4 separate regions of the Mus musculus genome follow, and regions 1, 2 and 3 are each linked to region 4. Evidence: chromatin contacts called from public HiChIP or PLAC-seq and promoter capture Hi-C data. All regions are on one chromosome and are shown on one strand. The core of a region is the stretch at or near the end of the contact, and the rest is flanking DNA. Distances in the headings are between cores, read along the strand shown. Region 1 holds the start of Zfp518b (zinc finger protein 518B). Region 2 overlaps Clnk (cytokine-dependent hematopoietic cell linker). Region 3 has its middle 38 kb from the start of Wdr1. Region 4 holds the start of Drd5 (dopamine receptor D5).

The links. Promoter capture Hi-C pulls out the DNA fragments that hold promoters and counts their contacts. HiChIP or PLAC-seq counts read pairs in DNA pulled down with a chosen protein or histone mark.
Region 1: a contact with region 4 is called in an H3K27ac HiChIP or PLAC-seq map of embryonic stem cells, with 5 read pairs. The contact joins the promoter of Zfp518b here to the promoter of Drd5 in region 4. A contact is called at or near these places in 7 of 39 promoter capture datasets (the 3T3-L1 cell line, the C10 cell line, HPC-7-derived erythroid cells and 4 more), 1 of 15 datasets of contacts at CTCF or cohesin (embryonic stem cells), 1 of 484 Hi-C or Micro-C datasets (embryonic stem cells) and 4 of 115 datasets of contacts at active chromatin or transcription factors (embryonic stem cells and stem cell-derived neural progenitor cells).
Region 2: a contact with region 4 is called in a promoter capture Hi-C map of embryonic stem cells, with 4 times the contacts expected there. The contact joins the enhancer-like site here to the promoter of Drd5 in region 4. A contact is called at or near these places in 4 of 39 promoter capture datasets (the 3T3-L1 cell line, embryonic stem cells, pre-B cells and 1 more), 8 of 484 Hi-C or Micro-C datasets (all in embryonic stem cells) and 2 of 115 datasets of contacts at active chromatin or transcription factors (both in embryonic stem cells).
Region 3: a contact with region 4 is called in a promoter capture Hi-C map of embryonic stem cells, with 2.6 times the contacts expected there. The contact joins the enhancer-like site here to the promoter of Drd5 in region 4. A contact is called at or near these places in 21 of 39 promoter capture datasets (the 3T3-L1 cell line, 3T3-L1-derived adipocytes, the C10 cell line and 13 more), 1 of 15 datasets of contacts at CTCF or cohesin (the NIH/3T3 cell line), 12 of 484 Hi-C or Micro-C datasets (the G1E-ER4 cell line, the HPC-7 cell line, bone marrow-derived macrophages and 9 more), 7 of 115 datasets of contacts at active chromatin or transcription factors (embryonic basal ganglia, embryonic forebrain, embryonic stem cells and 3 more) and 2 of 9 other capture datasets (adipose tissue and liver).

What each region holds. Positions count from the first base shown.
Region 1 is chr5:38,683,109-38,687,202 of GRCm38.p6, forward strand. Zfp518b (zinc finger protein 518B) reads right to left here and starts at 1,718. Exons shown (of 3, transcript NM_001177902.1): 1 at 1,571-1,718.
Region 2 is chr5:38,751,204-38,755,402 of GRCm38.p6, forward strand. Clnk (cytokine-dependent hematopoietic cell linker) reads right to left here. Exons shown (of 19, transcript NM_013748.3): 9 at 1,564-1,589; 10 at 624-643. Among named protein-coding and RNA genes, the nearest start is that of Gm22779, 53 kb to the left of the region's middle. Within about 2 kb of position 1,733, at least 5 of the 459 cell types and tissues checked have an H3K27ac peak or open chromatin away from gene starts, as enhancers often do. A contact at or near this core is called in embryonic stem cells, where this site is marked.
Region 3 is chr5:38,596,974-38,601,544 of GRCm38.p6, forward strand. No RefSeq gene overlaps it. Among named protein-coding and RNA genes, the nearest start is that of Wdr1, 38 kb to the left of the region's middle. Within about 2 kb of position 1,743, at least 33 of the 459 cell types and tissues checked have an H3K27ac peak or open chromatin away from gene starts, as enhancers often do. A contact at or near this core is called in embryonic stem cells and stem cell-derived neural progenitor cells, where this site is marked.
Region 4 is chr5:38,316,734-38,320,893 of GRCm38.p6, forward strand. Drd5 (dopamine receptor D5) reads left to right here and starts at 2,776. Exons shown (of 1, transcript NM_013503.3): 1 at 2,776-4,160. The coding sequence starts at 2,933. Gm26560 (a long non-coding RNA gene) reads right to left here. Exons shown (of 8, transcript XR_868375.3): 6 at 2,149-2,209; 7 at 1,535-1,774; 8 at 597-954.

The sequences.
Region 1 (4,094 bases), core at 468-2,967, 370 kb after region 4:
AGCAACAGCATGCAGTGGAGATCAAAGGCACTTTAGGAACAATCAAGGCAGGGAGAATCCTCACTGGGAAGGACCCCCACTTACCACAGTGTCAGCAGACTTGGTCATGAAAGGCCGGCCATTGCATTGACTCAGAGGATCCAGGAGTGCCTAAGGAAAATGGCAGCCCTGGCAGTGACAATTATGAACCTGCCCTTTGTTCTGCCTCTTGCACACACACACTGTCCCAGACCCTCTTACTTAATGGCAGATAGACAAGAAAGAAAATATAGCTTTCTTTAAGTGGGCTGAAAATTAATGACTGCCATCCAGAGGAAGCCAGGAGAGAAGGCAAAGCCCCCCTTTAGTCTTCAACAGCCACCAGCATAACAGGGCCGGATACATCAGATGCCCCTGCCAGGGCTAACATAACAGATTCAAGAGAAAAACATATTTTAAATAAATGCACGCCTTCGATAAGGATAATGCCTGCAATTTAAAAGGCTGAATATGGCACTCCAAGCATATTAATATTTCTGGGCTTCCAGAATCCTTGGGAAGGGCATACTCTCCGGTATAGTCCTGGACTGGGCTTAACTTTGTATGTGTGACTTAGCGGGACTGAGACACCTTCCCAAGCTAGCTGGCTACTCTTCTGTAGCAAGTGTTGCAAGCTCAGGGTGCTCGGGGAATTGTCTTCGAAGGTGATTTCAACTCTAAACTTAAGGTGTAATGTTTTAAGAGCTCAAACACAACATTGAGTTTGGGTTGGTAGGCTATTTTTCAATAGGACAACGTGCTTGATGGTTCACTTTTAAAAATTGATAAATATTGTTGGTATTCTATATTTTTTAATAGCAGAAGTAATTTAATGGGGGTAGATCAAATACCCAACAAACAAGAGGAGTTTGGTATTTCCGATCTTTTGGTTTTCCCTTTTCGGGTCATAAACTTTGCATTGGTTCTTTCTCCTTTTCTGCACCCTTTCCTTAGCCTTAATCTGCACCCAATCTCTTAACTCCAGGCAACAGGATCAAACTGAAAGGCTGCGATGGAGCTGTCGTGCAAAAGGTGACATCAAGACTCATCCCACCCAGAATCAGGTCTTCTGTGGACAGGCCCACCCCGACACCCGCTCCAAAGACAATGCCAGCGTGGTCCTCAAGTTTATTGTTGGCGCGCTCGCAGGGATGCACGCTCTGCCCGGCGAGGCCAGGGCGCCTTGTGGCGCTGAGCGAGGTGCGAGTGCGAGAGTCGCACCGTCGCGTCCCCTCAGGGCCGGCCGGTCACAGATGGGGTGTCTTCCAAACGCTGAAAGCCAAAGCCGCGTCAAGCCAGTCTCAGAGGCCGAGAGGCTTTAAAAATGGCCTCCTGACGACACTTCCTGCTCGGGGCCGAGGCATCTTTTAAAAAGCCGGCTCAACCGCCCGGCGCGACAAGTCGCGGGGCTGAGCCGGCGCTGCACAAAGGCCGCAGGGTGGGCCGTGGGTCTCCGACCCGATCCGCCTAGCCCGGAGGCGCGCACGCGGAACCGTGGAGCCACGCCCGGCCGCGCCCGCCCAGGTCCCTACCGCCCCGCACCACCACTCACCCGGACGCCGCGGCACCGCACGGTCCCAGATCCCAGCGGACGGACAGGCGTCTAGACCGCCGGCTACCGCCCGCAGACCGCCGCCGCCGCGCCCGCTGTAGGTCCCTACCCGGGGGGGCGGAGTCGGGCCGGCGGCGCGCGTGCGCAATGCGGCGCGACTGCAGCGGAGAGGCGGGCGCCTGAGGTTGCCCCTTCACTGCCCCTGGGCTGTGGGCTCTGAGCTTGGGGGCGATCGCACCCACTGGGTGCAGTGTTTGCATCCCTCCGTCCTGCACACTCTGCAGCTTCCTCTGCAAAGAACTGAGTGCGTTTCTCTTTGGGTTCAATGGACTATCCATGGGCGCCTGGCCCTCCTTGGGTCCTGCGGAGGGTGGATTTGGTGCCTGCCCTCAAGGAGCTTGAAGTTCTACAGTTAAGTAAGTGAAGCGACAACAAATGGGCTCAAGTCTTCAGCCATCACAGCTTCAAGGGGCGCCCTAGTGAAGGAGATGGGCCTGCAGCCCTAGATTTGGATACAGCTAGCAGCTGGCTTAGGCATAGAAGCTTCGACGAAGTCATTTCTAAAGCTAAGGAAGATCATATTTGAAGGCTAAGGCCTCATCTCGTGCACGTTGTGACAGTCAGCAGGGAAAGGATTGATGGAGAGACAGTCAGAAGATGCTATGAGCTCATTTAGTGTGTGGGAGTTTGTGTCTATCTCCTAAGTTTCAATGTCTGCAGGTAAATGGTCCCTTTTCACATTAGGTTCATACCTACAGTCTACTGGATAAAAGACAGTCTTAAATAGTCCCACTCTGAGGGAAGAAGGGAATCATAAGGCTAGTGGGCTCACAATAAGTGAAGAAGGGAATCATAAGGCTAGTGGGCTCACAATAAGTGAAGAAGGGAATCATATGGCTAGTGGGCTCACAACAAGTGACTTTGATGCTGCTTCCCAAAAAACCAAAACTGTCCCTCAGCAAGGTTGCATGGGAGCAGCGTCACTGTGAAGTGCAGATCCTTCATGGGCAATAGGCAGACGATTCCTTCAAAGCTCTGCAAAAGAAGCCAAGACTGGACTCCAGTTCCTTCCTCTGGGTGGGTGGCAAAGATCAGCGCCTAGATGTCAGTTGGATGCTGGAAAGAGATGGCGGGCTTTGGCAAAATCCAACCTGGAGGAGTGGAGTTTGGGAAGAAGAGGTAGTCACAATGCCAGCTGCTGGGCAAGCTCCCAGCCCCTGAAAGAGCAGGTACCAGACATAGAAAGTCTGGGCAGAGATTCTTTGCCTTGCTCTATGAGACAATGCCTTTGACCACACCCTAAGCTATCTTCCTGTTTTAGGGTCTTATTGCTGTGAACAGACACAAGGCAACTCTTTTTTTTTTTCCCCTGAGACAGGGTTTCTCTGTATAGCCCTGGCTGTCCTTTGTAGACCAGGCTGGCCTCGAACTCAGAAATCCACCTGCCTCTGCCTCCCAAGAACTAGGATTAAAGGCGTGCGCCACCACCGCTCAGCACAGGGCAACTCTTATAAGAACAACATTTAATTGGGGCTGGTGTACAGGTTCAGAGGCTCGGTCCTTTATCATCAAGATGGGAACATGGCAGCATCCAGGCAGGCATGGTGCAGGAGGAGCTGAGAGTTCTACATCTTCATCTGAAGGCAGCTAGCAGAATACGGACATCCAGAGTGGGAGTCTAAAGCCCACACCCGTAGTGACACACCTACTCCAACAAGGCCACATGTCCAAATTGTGCCACTCCCTGGGCCAAGCATATTCAAAACATGACACCACCTATTCCTCTTTTCTCTTTCTCCTGCTAAATAAACTAAAGGACCCGCTCTCCAGAAACAAAAACAAATAGGTTCAAAGTTCAGAGACTCCCTCAAGAGTAGGCTAATGATAAGTAGAACATTGGGAATATGTCCTGATCATGCCTGAGAACTTCTAGTGACACAAAGAACTCACTCAGGAAAGTCGGTTATACATAGGAGAACCAGAAGTCTCAGTGCTAGAGAGCTTTTAGCTCCAAGTGTTGTGTCTCCTTTCCATCCCCACCCACACATCACAGTCCCACCTTCTTCAGTCACAGAATTGACAGAAGGATGCTTTTGGATCGTCTGGAAGCTTCTGTGGAGATAGAGCTACTATGGGCCTGCTTCCTAGCCTACTGGAACCCTGGCTTCTCATGCAAGATTCAGGCAACAGTAGGACCTCCCCCAACAGGCAGCTGTCTGTGTTCAACAAGAGCATCTAGGCCAGTGGTTCTCAACCTGTGGGTAACGGCTCCTTTGGGGGTCCCATATCAGATATTTACATCACGATTTATAGCAGAAGTAGCAAAATTGCAGTTATAAAATAATTTTATAGTTGGGGGTCTCCACAACATGAGGAACGGTATTAAAGGGGCACAGCGTTAGGAAGGTTGAGCATCACTGGTCTAGACTGTCACAGTTCCTGGCTGTTGAGAAGAGACTGGTAATTCTCACAGTTCTCAGAATCCCCAGTGTGGTGAGGTAAAGTGGTTTGCAGAGAAGGGATA
Region 2 (4,199 bases), core at 483-2,982, 430 kb after region 4:
GCATGTTTGGCCAGCTTGGTCTTGGGCTGGTGAAATGGCTCAGCAGGGAAAGGTACTTGCTGTCAAGGCTGAAGACCTGAGTTTTATCCCGAGGCTCCAACTAGTAGAAATAGAGGATCAACTCCCGTACGTTATCCTCTGGCCTCCCAAGCACACTGTGGTAGGTGCACACTACCCACCATAAATAAGCAAATGTAAAAAATGGAAGTTATTTGCGCCAAATGTGTGTACTAAGAAAGGAAGATGAATGGAGGGAGTTTTGCTGACCACGGAAGGACTGTCTGACGATGTGAATGGATGGAGGCTTGCTGGATCTTGTTCACAGAGCTTCCAAGGCCAAATGCCTGTGCTTCTCTGTTTCAGGAGCTGGTACAAATCATTTAAATTAACAGCAAAACAAAATGATTAAATTCATAAAAATCGATTTCATATGTATGAGTGCTTTGGTTGTGTGTTGTCAGTGTGTCACGTGTGTGCTGTGTCTGTGGAGGCCTCAGAGCCCCTGGGACTGAGCTACCATGTGGGTGCTGGGGATCAAACCTGGTTCCTCTGAAAGAGTAGCTAGTGCTCTTAATCTCTGAACCATTGCTCCAGTCCCACAAATGTGATTTTTAATGTCTTACCGAGGAGGTGGCAAAGGAGTCTGTGAAAGGAAACAGAACCAGGAGTTAAATTCACTATTTTTTGGGCAGGACCACTGATTAAAATTTTCCTCCTCCCCCTCCCCTCCCCTCCCCTCCCCTCCCCTCCCCTCCCCTCCCCTCCCCTCCCCTCCCCTCCCCTCCCCTCCCCTCCCCTCCCCTCCTCTGTTCTCCCCTCCCCTCCCCTCCCCTCCTCTGCCCTCCCTCCTCCTCCTCTCTTCTCCCCTCCCCTCCCCTTCCCTCCCCTCCCCTCCCCCTCCCCTCCCCTCCCTTCCCCTCCCCTCTCCTCCTCCTCCTCCTCCTCCTCCTCCTCCTCCTCCTCCTCCTCCTCCTCCTCCTCCTCCTCTTCTTCTTCTTCTTCTTCTTCTTCTTCTTCTTCTTCTTCTTCTTCTTCTTCTTCTTCTCCCTTCTTTCTTCCCCCAAATTCTCCCTTCTTTCTTCCCCCTTCTTCTTCCCCCTTCTTATCTTTCTTCCCCCTTCTTTCTCCTTTTCTTTCTTCCCCCTTCCTTCTTCCCACTTCCTTCTTCCCCTTTCCTTCTTCCCCCTTCCTTCTTCCCACTTCCCACTTCCTTCTTCCCCCTCTCCCCCCTCCCTTCTCCCTTCTCTCTTTTCTCTTCTCCCTCCTCCTCCTCTTCCTCCTCCTCTTCCTTCTTCTTCTTCTCCTCCTCCCCTCCTCCTCTTATTCTTTTGTTTAGGACCAGAGGACGGAGGACGAAGGAGCGAGGACTTATGCTTGCCAGGCAAGCACTCTACCACTGAGCTAAATCCCCAACCCCAGAATGTTTTGATTTACCAATGAAAAGGAAAAAATGATTGAAATCCCAGAACACGGTTTCCCAGTGACATTTAAGCTGCATCTTGCTGTGTCTGTATGTCTGCGCCTTTGAAGAGTAACAAGTACATTTTAATATTTTTCACTTACCTTGTTTATTTTTGTGTATTTGAATCCTAAAACATAAGACAGAGAAGACCATGAGCCCGGTGGAAAACTGGAAAATGTCATCAAATACTCTGGAAAGGACTCTGGACAGCTCAAGCGCGGTGGAGAGCTGGTCTCTGGCAGGTCTTGCCCTTCTCTCCTTTCCCTTTGTCTTGCTAAAACCCATTAGATTACATTCCTAAAGCTAGCCACCAGGGTGCTTTCCCTTCCCTGTTCACTTCCTCCTCCTGAGGCGGACTACCAAGGTCTAGCTATCAGAGCCCCCTCTGGCTCACCCAGTTAACATGCCCAATTAAAATTAAACACATCATAACAGTGTTTGCCATTTTACCTTTATAAACTGTTATTTTTCTATGTGCCACATTTGCCTCCTCTCTGTCCTCTGTCTCCCAGTGACAAATACCCCTCCTCCCTCTTGCTTGTTTCCTTCTGCTTCTTTCTTATCCTCTTTTTTTCTGTCTTTGTCTCTTATTCCCTGGCCTCTGTCCCTTTGGGCCAAATAAATGTCCTAAGTGCTGAGAACTTGGTCTTGGGGGTTGTGAGCCAATTCTTTTCCTTTCAATGCTTACATATGCTTCTATAGAAACCACTCCTATATTCAGTAAGATTGACGGCACTCTTAATGATACTTATTGGGATCTGATCAGTTGCCAGGCATGATGCTGAACCCTTTAGTGTAGGGATCTATTGCATTCCCACCCACCCTATCAGAATGAAGCATTTAAGATGCGGGGAAATTAAACATTCCACAAGCTAGAGAAACAGAAGCAGATCACTGTGAGTGGTGTGACTCTTAAGGACCCACGAACATCACCCTCTCACTATCCCTCATCCTTACTCTTGGAAACCACCTTGCACTTCCTGCTACTATGAGCTATGCAGTTTCACGTTTATCTATGTGACTGCGTGCAGCATTGCATCTGTCTGTGTCTTTGTCTCACCCAGTGTATTGTCTCCAGACCCATATATGTAGTCACAAATGGTAGGCTTCCCTCCCTTGTGGGACTGAGTAAAACTCCATTGTATAGATGTATACTGTCTTTTTACCCAGGCAGGACAGACAGATTGCTTCCATGGTTTGCTTTATGGATAATGCTGTAGGGAGATGGAGTGGACATGGCTCTTCAAGATCCTAACAATGCCTTGGATGGATACGACAGGTTGTATTCTTGGGTTGCAGGATCTGATTTTACGTTTTAGAGGAAATACTATACTGTATACTGAAACACTATGCCCAGATGACTATGCCAGCATGAGTTCTTGCCAACAGCAGGCACTGCCCTGCACCTTGTGATGTCACTTTAGATGGGGAGCTCATACTTAAAGCATCCTTCCTCATTCTAGGAAGCTTTCATAGTAAGCATGGTAGACCTTCCTGATGCCACGTGTGTCTATTCTGTGTCTCTATTAGAATTCTGGGCTTTCTCAGGCATTGTTTAGTATTCTTGCCACTCTCGTAAAATTTTAGTAGTAATTCTATGAACAACAGCAACAAACCACAGGTGTCCAGCGCGTGGCCTCGGGCTGCTTGTGGTACAGGGTAGCTTGCTATGTTGCAGTGTCATGCGACATAAATGTACGTCTGCACTCACAAGCCACGAGCCTCAGGTTGGACATGGATTTCCTGTGCAGTTCAAAACAATGAAATTTCTTTGCCGTGTGTTGCATAGAAAAACCAAAGGCCTGGGCACCCCTACACCCTGTCAGCTACAGCAAGCAGGTATGCCCGCAAGTACCCAGTGCTAGGGGCTGCTCCACACTGCTGGTTTATCCATCAACATCCCACAAGGCAAATGGTCTGGGTGACCTTAAGGGTAAGCACACTGAATCACACAGGTGAAGGAACTCATCGCATGGCTATCAGCTCTTGAGACAATTCAGCTAAAATCCTGCAAGGTTCTTTATTTTCCAGCAGGGGGGCCTTGTTTAATAAGCAGCAGCAGGCACAGAGCCTCCATGGGCTGCACCGGGTCCTCTGAGTATATATCATAGCTTTCAGTTTAGTATTTTCATGGGGGCTCCCGAGTGTGTGAACGGATGGGTCTCTGTTTCTTGTGTGTTCTCTTGAAGCTCTTTTCCTTCTGTTGGTTTGTTTTGTCCAACTTCAATGTGATCATTTTTGTTTTATCTTATATACTGCTTTGTTGTTTATTAAAACATTACTAATTTTTAAAAACTTTGAGGCACAACTTTTGGTGCACACTTAGGTTCTACTGTGCAATAGGAGGCCGGGGGGGGGGGGAATTTTGGTTACTTTTCCGATGAAGTCCACAGATGCTCTCTCCAGTGCTGGGAAGAGTTTCTTGTCACTCAGACCAGAGGACCTACAGGGTCTACCTTGAGGAATTTCCCCTCCTAGTGTGAGGAGGTGGCTGGCATGTCTGCCCTCTAGTGGCCAATGCTGTAATCGGCAGACTGGTCCTTCCATTTTCAAAGTTTGGTGCTCCCAGCTCCAGCCAGGGGTCTTGTTTCTGAGGAGTGATTGGGGAAGAAAGAGTACAGAGCATATCTGTGGAAGCTAACTGGGCCTGGGCCTGACTATTTTAGTGCCTAACCCTGAGGAATCTAATGGCATAGTGTTATGTGAGGTTGAAGCAGAGCTTCCTAGAGAGCGGGAG
Region 3 (4,571 bases), core at 493-2,992, 280 kb after region 4:
CTCTTCTTCCAGGAGTTAAGGGTTCATTTCTGGGCCACAATTTTTCACAGCAAATATTATTGCTTAAGGGATCTCTCAATTTGATTGATCTCAAGCTTATTTCCAATGTTTGAAAATAAGATTTCTCTGGAGATGTCTGGATCCTTGGAGTTTCCTTGAATCTCTGGTACTGCATATGGGATGACAAGGATAACATCGTTCATATCTTTGCAAAAAATTAGTCATGTCCAGTTAGGTGGCTTTTGTTATCTTTAGAAATATAAAACCATTTGTGTCCCCAGATTGAGTTTCTGGTTTCTCACCAACTTCTTCTGGTCAGTGTAGCTGAGAAAGACACTTTTCCCTTTCTGGTGGAGACTACTTATTGTGTGATCTTATTTATGTATTTAGTCCTTTTTAAAAGCAAAGATGATAGTGTCCCTTTCTGTCACTGAGCATGGGATGCTCCTAGGAAGACTTGAGCCAGGAGAGGTGTGGTATTAAATACTGTTACAATATTCAATTAAACTGCTTTGTAATTCCTGGTGTGTGCACACAGGCTTCTCGCTATTACCCCAATGTTCTGGATTCCTGAAAGAAAGACACACATATACAGACATATATATATATTTGTTTGTTTTTCGAGACAGGGTTTCTCTGTATAGCCCTGGCTGTCCTGGAACTCACTTTGTAGACCAGGCTGGCCTTGAACTCAGAAATCTGCCTGCCTCTGCCTCCCAAGTGCTGGGATTAAAGGTGTGCGCCACCACCGCCTGGCCCAGACTTATATTTTAAATACCTTAAACAGCTTAATGGTTGGGCCACTCCCTAACTCCACGTTAGGCTCACACACACTCCCCTCTGATATTCCTGAGTGAATACTTACTAAATCTGTATTTTATCTTTGCTGCCCTGGACCCTACTAGGCAGCCCTCCTGGGGCTGCTTCCTCCCTGCACCTAGGTGTCGGACTGTCTCATCCTCCTACACCTTTCCGGTGTGACCTGTCTCCTATTCCCTTGTCATCCTGCCCAGCCATTGGCTGCCAGTCAAAAGCCAACTGGGGACAGGCTTCCTTTAGTTTTACATGCAGGACATTGCAAGAAGGTTTTAAGGTAACATAATTAGCATGAGAACACAAGTCGCTTCAGGTACTCTCCTACTGCTGGCAGCATTCTCACAATTGGAAGAACAAATTCCTTCCAGGGAGACTCCGATGCATTTTCAATCTGCAAGCTTGCTATCCCTGTCAAGTAAAGCTTTCAGGCAATGTTTCAAGTTATAATGAATCACAATAAACTAATATGGAATGATTATGCAAGTTAGGTTGCCAGTGGGGAAAGCTCTTTGTTCCAGTGTTCCTAGATTTTTTTTGTGGTTCACCAAAGTTACTTACTTTAAAGCATAATGATAGCACATTATAGACTCTTAAACGCGTTCTCACGACCGGCCAGGAAGAACACAACAAACCAGAATCTTTTGCAGCAAAACTTTATTGCTTACATCTTCAGGAGCAGGAGCGCAAGCCCCAAGCCCCAAAAACAAAAGGCCCCCCGCTTACATCTTTAGGAGCCAGAGCGCCAGCGCGCCAGCGCGCCAGAGCGCAGAGTAAGAGCTCTATTGTTTACATCTTTAGGAGCAAGCGAGCAAGAGCCAGAGCCAGAGAGCAAAAGCGCAAGAGCGCAAGCAAGAGAGAGAATGGCGGAAACCCCGTCCCCTTTAAGAAAAATTATCCTTCACCTAGGACGTATCACTCCCTGATTGGCTGCAGCCCATGGCCGAGTTGTTGCCACGGGGAAGGCAGAGTACATGGGGTAGAGAAATACCCTTGACACATGCACAGATTATTTGTTTACCACTTAAAACACAGGATGTCAGCGCCATCTTGTGACGGCGAATGTGGGGGCGGCTCCCAACAATAGACATGTAAATTTAGGTAAAAAAAAAAAGTTTTGGGATAGTTCTGGGTTTACTCAAGCATCACCAGTCAAATTGAACCCTCATAGACCTTACTTAGGTGGAAACTGAGACAGCTGACAATTTCCAGTTCTCTAGAGGACTTGCTGTATCTGGAACTACTATCAGTTCTTTAAAGGATGAAGTATTTCCCAGACCTTATCATGGTTGGAGATTCTCCAGGAGGTGGAATCTGACAATGTCGTATGCAAGAAACTCAGGATTGTTCTTATGCCTCATGCTTATATAGCTAGGAGATAAAAGGGCAGAGCCAAAGAACCTGACATCCACTATGGGGAAGGGGTTCTACTTCCTTCAGTTGTCCCCATAGGGAACTCTGGAGTATACGTGGCCTCAAGTTGGCCTAAAACTATGACTTGATAACTCCAGGAAGTGGGTGTGAGCTGTTCTTGAAAGGTTTCATTTAGGGGAGTTGGCACTCTGAAGCCAAGACCATTCCTGTCTGAATACATTTTTATGGATGGGGAGAGAGCAAAACACTCCTTGTTGGAGTATGGGGGATGGTGATCTATTTCTTTATCTACTACAATAACATATTATAAACATACCCAGGGCTGGAGAGATGGCTCAGTGGTTAAGAGCACTGACTGATCTTCCAGAGGTCCTGAGTTCAATTCCCAGCAACCACATGGTAGCTCACAACCATCTTTTAGGGGATCTGATGCCCTCTTCTGGTGTGTCTGAAAACAGTGACAGTGTATTCACAGAAATTTAGTAAATAAATTTTAAAAAGAACAAAAACCAAGCATCCATATCTTACCTTAAAGAGAACACTGTGCAGTTTATTAAGCAAAACATGAACCACCAGGTTTATGTTTATGTTGCTACAAAGCCCATGGTCCAATGCTTCATGATGTTCTTATTGTAATAAAACAAAGCCATGAATATTTTTAACCCATTAAGTCTGGCTAAGTGGTGTGTGTGTGTGTGTGTGTGTGTGTGTGTGTGTGTGTGTATGTGTGTGTGTGTGTGTATGTGTGTGTGTGTGCTCCACTGGAGATTGGAGACAATCTTCAAATATGTTGGTTGTCAGAGAAGAAAGGTAAACACAAACTCAGCTAAACCCCCCTTAGATCTACGATGGCAACCTGGCCTGAGTGTGACATGCTGGTGCAATAGTGGTTGGTTATAAACAATGTTTGTGCAAAAACTATGACTGGATTTAAGTCCTACCCCACGAGATAGAAGCTATGCCTGTCATTAGTTGGTGACCAAAACCCCGAGACTAAATAGGCCTAGGGGAAATACCTAGGACAAATACCACCGTCCTGATAAAGTAATGTAGCAATAAAATGACTCCATATGACATTCTGCTATCCCAATTGGTCAGTGTCTCATTCAGCCACCATCAGAGAAGCTTCCTCTTCCAGTAGACGGGAGCTAACAGAGCCACAACTGGACAATGTGCAGAGAGTTGGAGATTGGGATTCTCACTACATGTCCTAAATGGGACATCTTCATCAAACCCCTCTGCTCAGGGTTCAGGGATCTATGTAGAAGATGTGGAAATAGCCTAAGAGCCAGAGAGAAAGAAGGACACTAAGGAAACAGAGTCATCTAGACATCAGGATTGATGCAGATGTCAATTTAGAAACTGTAGTAGCATGCACAGAGCCCACACAGGTCCAAGCCACATGGGTCCCAGCAAGAGGGGGAGGTGGACATGGATTTCCATCCCTAACCAAGAAGCCACTTCCTATTAATAAATGCTTGCAAAGGAAAAAATAACTTCCTTCAAAAGAGTTTCACCGAATATACAAACCACACTAAAGGACTCTAACCCATGCCCAGCAGTAGATGGTCTGTTTGGATTTTGTTTGTTTGTTTGCTTCATCTTGCCTCATTTGAGCAATTTTTAAAAACTCTTACTTACTGGTCTTTTGCTTGTATATTATGGATTCTAATTTTGTGTTTATAGGTTTTGTTTGTATGTTTCTCTGTATGTTTCTTGTGGGGCTTTTCTTTTGTCTATTTGTTTTTAAATTCTATTTTTGTGTGTTTTTTATTTTTGTTTTAATTTGCCAGTTTTCTTTCTGGAGAGAAAGAAGGGGTAGGGTTGGAAGGGTGGTGATGGAGAAGGATCTGGATGGAGATAAAGGAGGGAAAACTAGGATCAGAATATGTTCTATGAAAATAATTATTTATAAACAATGGGGGGGAGAGAGAGAGAGGAGAGAGGAAGAGAAGAGGAGAGGAGAGGAGAGGAGAGGAGAGGAGAGGAGGAGAAGAGGATGAACAGTTCACTGGTGGGAGCATCAGATGGTTCAGATTCAACAAAGCGGGGAGACATGTTAGAGTCCTAAGATACTATTTGATGACATTCTTAGCTTTGGGGTTGATAGAAGCAACATTGTACATCCCAAAATGACTTACTGAATAGTCACAAGACATTAGGTCTTACACACACAATTAGGCAATGAAAAGCTACTTGTGGGGCTAAAGATGCCCAAGATAATTTAGCTCTGGATCTGCAACATTGCAGCCTCTTTATGGAAAATGATACACTAATTAATTTATCAACCTCAGAGTATTCAGGATAGTTGTTTAACCACAGTTAACTACAATCCATTCTTTCAGTGACACGAGATCTATTTCTTTATGTTTGAAAAATACGTC
Region 4 (4,160 bases), core at 1,526-4,025:
CACATGCCGTTGGCTAGAACCCAACACACAGCCTCCATCCAGCTGCAAGGGAGTCTGGTGCCATCGTTGCAGAGTACCATGATGTCTGTCCAAGGTCAGCTGGAGCTGACTCTCATGAGAAGGGTGATGGGGACTGCCATGAATGTTGCAGAGATGGCCATGTGCATCCAAAATTATGATGATGGTGTTGAAAGGGAGGGTTAGAGATTTAAACAGCAGTCATCTGGTGCTTGGCACACAGTTCAGTGTCTTCACCATGGCAACGGGGCTCACCCCCTTCTCAGCCTTCTCACACCTTCGATTTCTCTTGGGAGCTGTGCTGTAGGAGCCCTGCTGACCTTTGTGCTTTTTCCCAGGCAAGCTCATTCTGCCTCCGGGCCTTTGCATCAGCCTGTCTTCTCTTCGAGGGTGCTTTGCTTCACTAAATCTCTCTCATCTTTCTGATTGGCAAGAGGCTTTTCTGACCCCTCATTTTTGAAGCAACTTGTCCCTCCAGTCTACATACTCTCAGTTTTGCTTCCTGGATAGCACTTAGCACAAACAAAAACTGCCTTATTTTGAAATTAAATTGTTACGACTATTATTTATTTATTTTTTTTGGTGCTGTGGATTGAACCCCAGGCCTCATGCACTCCTGTTCTGTCACGGAGATACACCCTCAATCCAAACCTCTTATTATTTGTCTCTTCTTAGAAGCCAAGGCCCAGATGGGAATGAGCAGGTCTATGGTTCTCTCTTTATCCCCAAGGCCTAAGCAAGATCTATAGGTTGTAGCTGTGCCTCTGACATGAACAGCAGTTTTGTGGACATTGGGAAACAGAGTCCATGGTTGATCTGGTTCTCTCTTGCTTCTCTGTGCAAAACTTTTCCTTCTATGACGTGAATTGCTGTACCTCTCCCATCAGCAAGTGCTTGGGTGTCAATGGATGATGGAGCTGCAGATTTTTAAAGCATCTGTGAAAAAAATAAATTTGTTTATTGAGCATATACCATATTGCAAGCCTGAAAGCTCATAGATATCAGTTTTATGCACATATCTCATCAATCTGTCTATCTGTCCAAGTATCTACACTAGAACCTCATATCTAGTAGTTGCTCAATAAATGGCTGGATGTTGAGCCTATTTCTAACAATCATAGGTCTTTTCCAGCATCATGAGGGACTGACTGCTCTCCAGCATGTCCTGGTCGTGGTAGAGGCCAGCTCAGGTTTGGAAATCCCCATCTGACCCATCTGTGTTCTGTGGTGACTGATCTTTCTTTGGAGTAGTACTGTTGCCTTCTCAAACACAGGTCAAACTTGGAGGAACCTCAGGAGAAGCAACAGGAGCTATGGGCGGAGACAAGCAAGCACAAACCGGGGAGCTATCTGATATGCCTGGCCAAAGGGGAGCTGTTGGGAACTTCTCTGTCGGGAGGAACCATGCTAGAATCTATCCAACCAAAAAGCAGAATGAGAACTCTGCTTGTGGTTGAGTGGAGGGTGGGCTTGTGACCAGGGCAGGTCAGTGCCTCTGAGGCTGGGATGGTGATACCTTAATGAAACCAGAGACAAGGCCACCAGCCACAGAGAGGAGAGGCACGAGTGAAGGATGACTGTCCAGTTCGCGCTCTGGCACGCGGACAGGTGGTCTGTCCGTCTCCCCCAGCAGAAAGATGGGAGCAAGGTGAAAGATGCAAAGGTATTGGAGGTTCAGATGCAAGGGCCCCAGGGAGATGCTCAAAGCGCAAGTGCTTCTGGGAGGAGGGCAAGCAGCGGGAACAGGAGGCAACACCTGCAGGGGAAGAGCAACCAACCGTCAGGTGCTTGCTTTCACTTCATCTGAGCTCAACACCACCAGGGAGAGAGGAACATCTCGAGACTTGTGTGTGAGAGAAGTGCTAAGGCCTGGGAACACTGCTCTCTCTCCACTCTTTCCCCACAGTCCTCCCCCGCCCCCACTTTCCCTCTCCAGGTTGGGTTCTTACAGTTTTAAGTTTCTGTGAAACACACTGAATCATCAGCCCCCTCCACCCCCTCCCTGCCCCTTCAGTAAATTGAGAACGTCTGAAATTAGGAAAGGAGAGAAAGGAGGGGTGATCTTGAGGAGGCCTGAGTCTCAGGCGTGAGGGGAGGAGGTGGGATTAGGGGATACTCTCACCGGATTACCTTCTGGGTGATTCTCTCAAATCCTTGCGCACCCAGGAAGGGGACCTTTTTGTCTCTCTTTCTAGGAGAAGAAACCAAGAACCAGAAAAGCTGAGTAGAGAATTCAGGGTCCTGTGACCCAGAATAGGGGTTTGGGATAAGGTTGTGACATCGAAGGCCTTCCCCTTATTCTCCAAGTCTGGTTTGTCTAGAGGCCTCTGCGATCCACTTCTTCACCCAGAGGTGGTCCAGGAGAGGCACCTGGTGTTTGGGAGAAGCCAGTTCCTGGGCTTGGGGCGAGGGTATGGCACCGAGGCCACTCTCGGATCTGTGTGTGGCCTCTAAAGTTGGAAGAAGACAGCAGAGTCACAATTCCAGGACGCAGGTGGGAGGGCGCGCGGGCCGCAGAAGCGTGGCTGATAGGAGCGGGCGGGCGCCCGTGCCGTGGCAGCCACCGCGCTAGAGAGATCGCCCGGTGCCCGCGACTCTGGACCCCGCCCCCGTTGGCGGCCGCTCTGCGTTTCTACGACTCAGAACCAGACGCAGCGGCAGCCGCCGTCCGGCGCGCTGCCGACAGGATCGGCCCGCGAGCACCGGTCGCTTCCTGTCCCATCCTGGGGACTAGAGGCGCGCAAGACTGATACCATTAAAGGATCCCAAGCAGTGCAGGGTGAGCGCCCCTCGGGTCTGGGGACGGTCAGCTGCAGGGCCGGGAGCACCCTCTGGGGTGCCCGATGGGGCCTTCCGCGGGGCGCAGGGGCGAAGTTGGGATCGCACGCAGTGAGCCCGAGCTACCCAGCGCGACATGCTGCCTCCTGGGCGCAATGGCACCGCACATCGGGCGCGGCTGGGGTTGCAGAGGCAACTGGCGCAGGTGGACGCCCCCGGGGGCTCAGCAGCCCCACTGGGACCCGCGCAGGTGGTCACCGCTGGCCTCCTGACTCTCTTAATCGTCTGGACCTTGCTCGGCAACGTCCTAGTGTGTGCTGCTATCGTCCGCAGCCGCCACCTGCGCGCCAAAATGACCAACATCTTCATCGTATCTCTGGCCGTCTCAGACCTCTTCGTGGCATTGCTGGTCATGCCTTGGAAGGCCGTGGCTGAGGTGGCCGGGTACTGGCCCTTTGGGGCATTCTGCGACATCTGGGTGGCCTTTGACATCATGTGCTCCACTGCTTCCATCCTGAATCTGTGTATCATCAGCGTGGACCGGTACTGGGCTATTTCCAGACCCTTCCGCTACGAGCGCAAGATGACCCAGCGTGTAGCCCTGGTCATGGTGGCCCTGGCCTGGACCTTGTCCATCCTCATCTCCTTTATCCCGGTCCAACTCAATTGGCACAGAGACAAGGCAGGCTCCCAGGGCCGAGAGGGCCTGCTGTCCAATGAGACACCCTGGGAGGAAGGTTGGGAGCTAGACGGGAGAACAGAGAACTGTGACTCCAGCCTGAACCGAACCTACGCCATCTCCTCGTCGCTCATCAGCTTCTATATCCCGGTAGCCATCATGATAGTGACCTACACGCGCATCTACCGCATTGCACAGGTTCAGATCCGCCGTATCTCCTCCCTAGAAAGGGCAGCTGAGCATGCTCAGAGTTGCCGGAGCCGTGGGGCCTGCGAACCTGACCCCAGCCTGCGAGCATCCATCAAGAAGGAGACCAAGGTCTTCAAAACCCTGTCCGTGATCATGGGGGTCTTCGTGTGCTGCTGGTTGCCTTTCTTCATCCTGAACTGTATGGTTCCCTTCTGCAGCAGTGGAGATGCCCAGGGCCCAAGGACTGGCTTCCCTTGTGTCAGCGAGACCACCTTCGACATATTCGTCTGGTTTGGCTGGGCCAACTCCTCTCTCAACCCCATCATCTATGCCTTTAATGCAGACTTCCGGAAGGTGTTCGCCCAGCTGCTGGGGTGCAGCCACCTCTGCTTCCGGACCCCCGTGCAGACGGTAAACATCAGTAATGAACTTATTTCCTACAACCAAGACACGGTCTTCCACAGGGAGATCGCTGCTGCCTATGTCCACATGATCC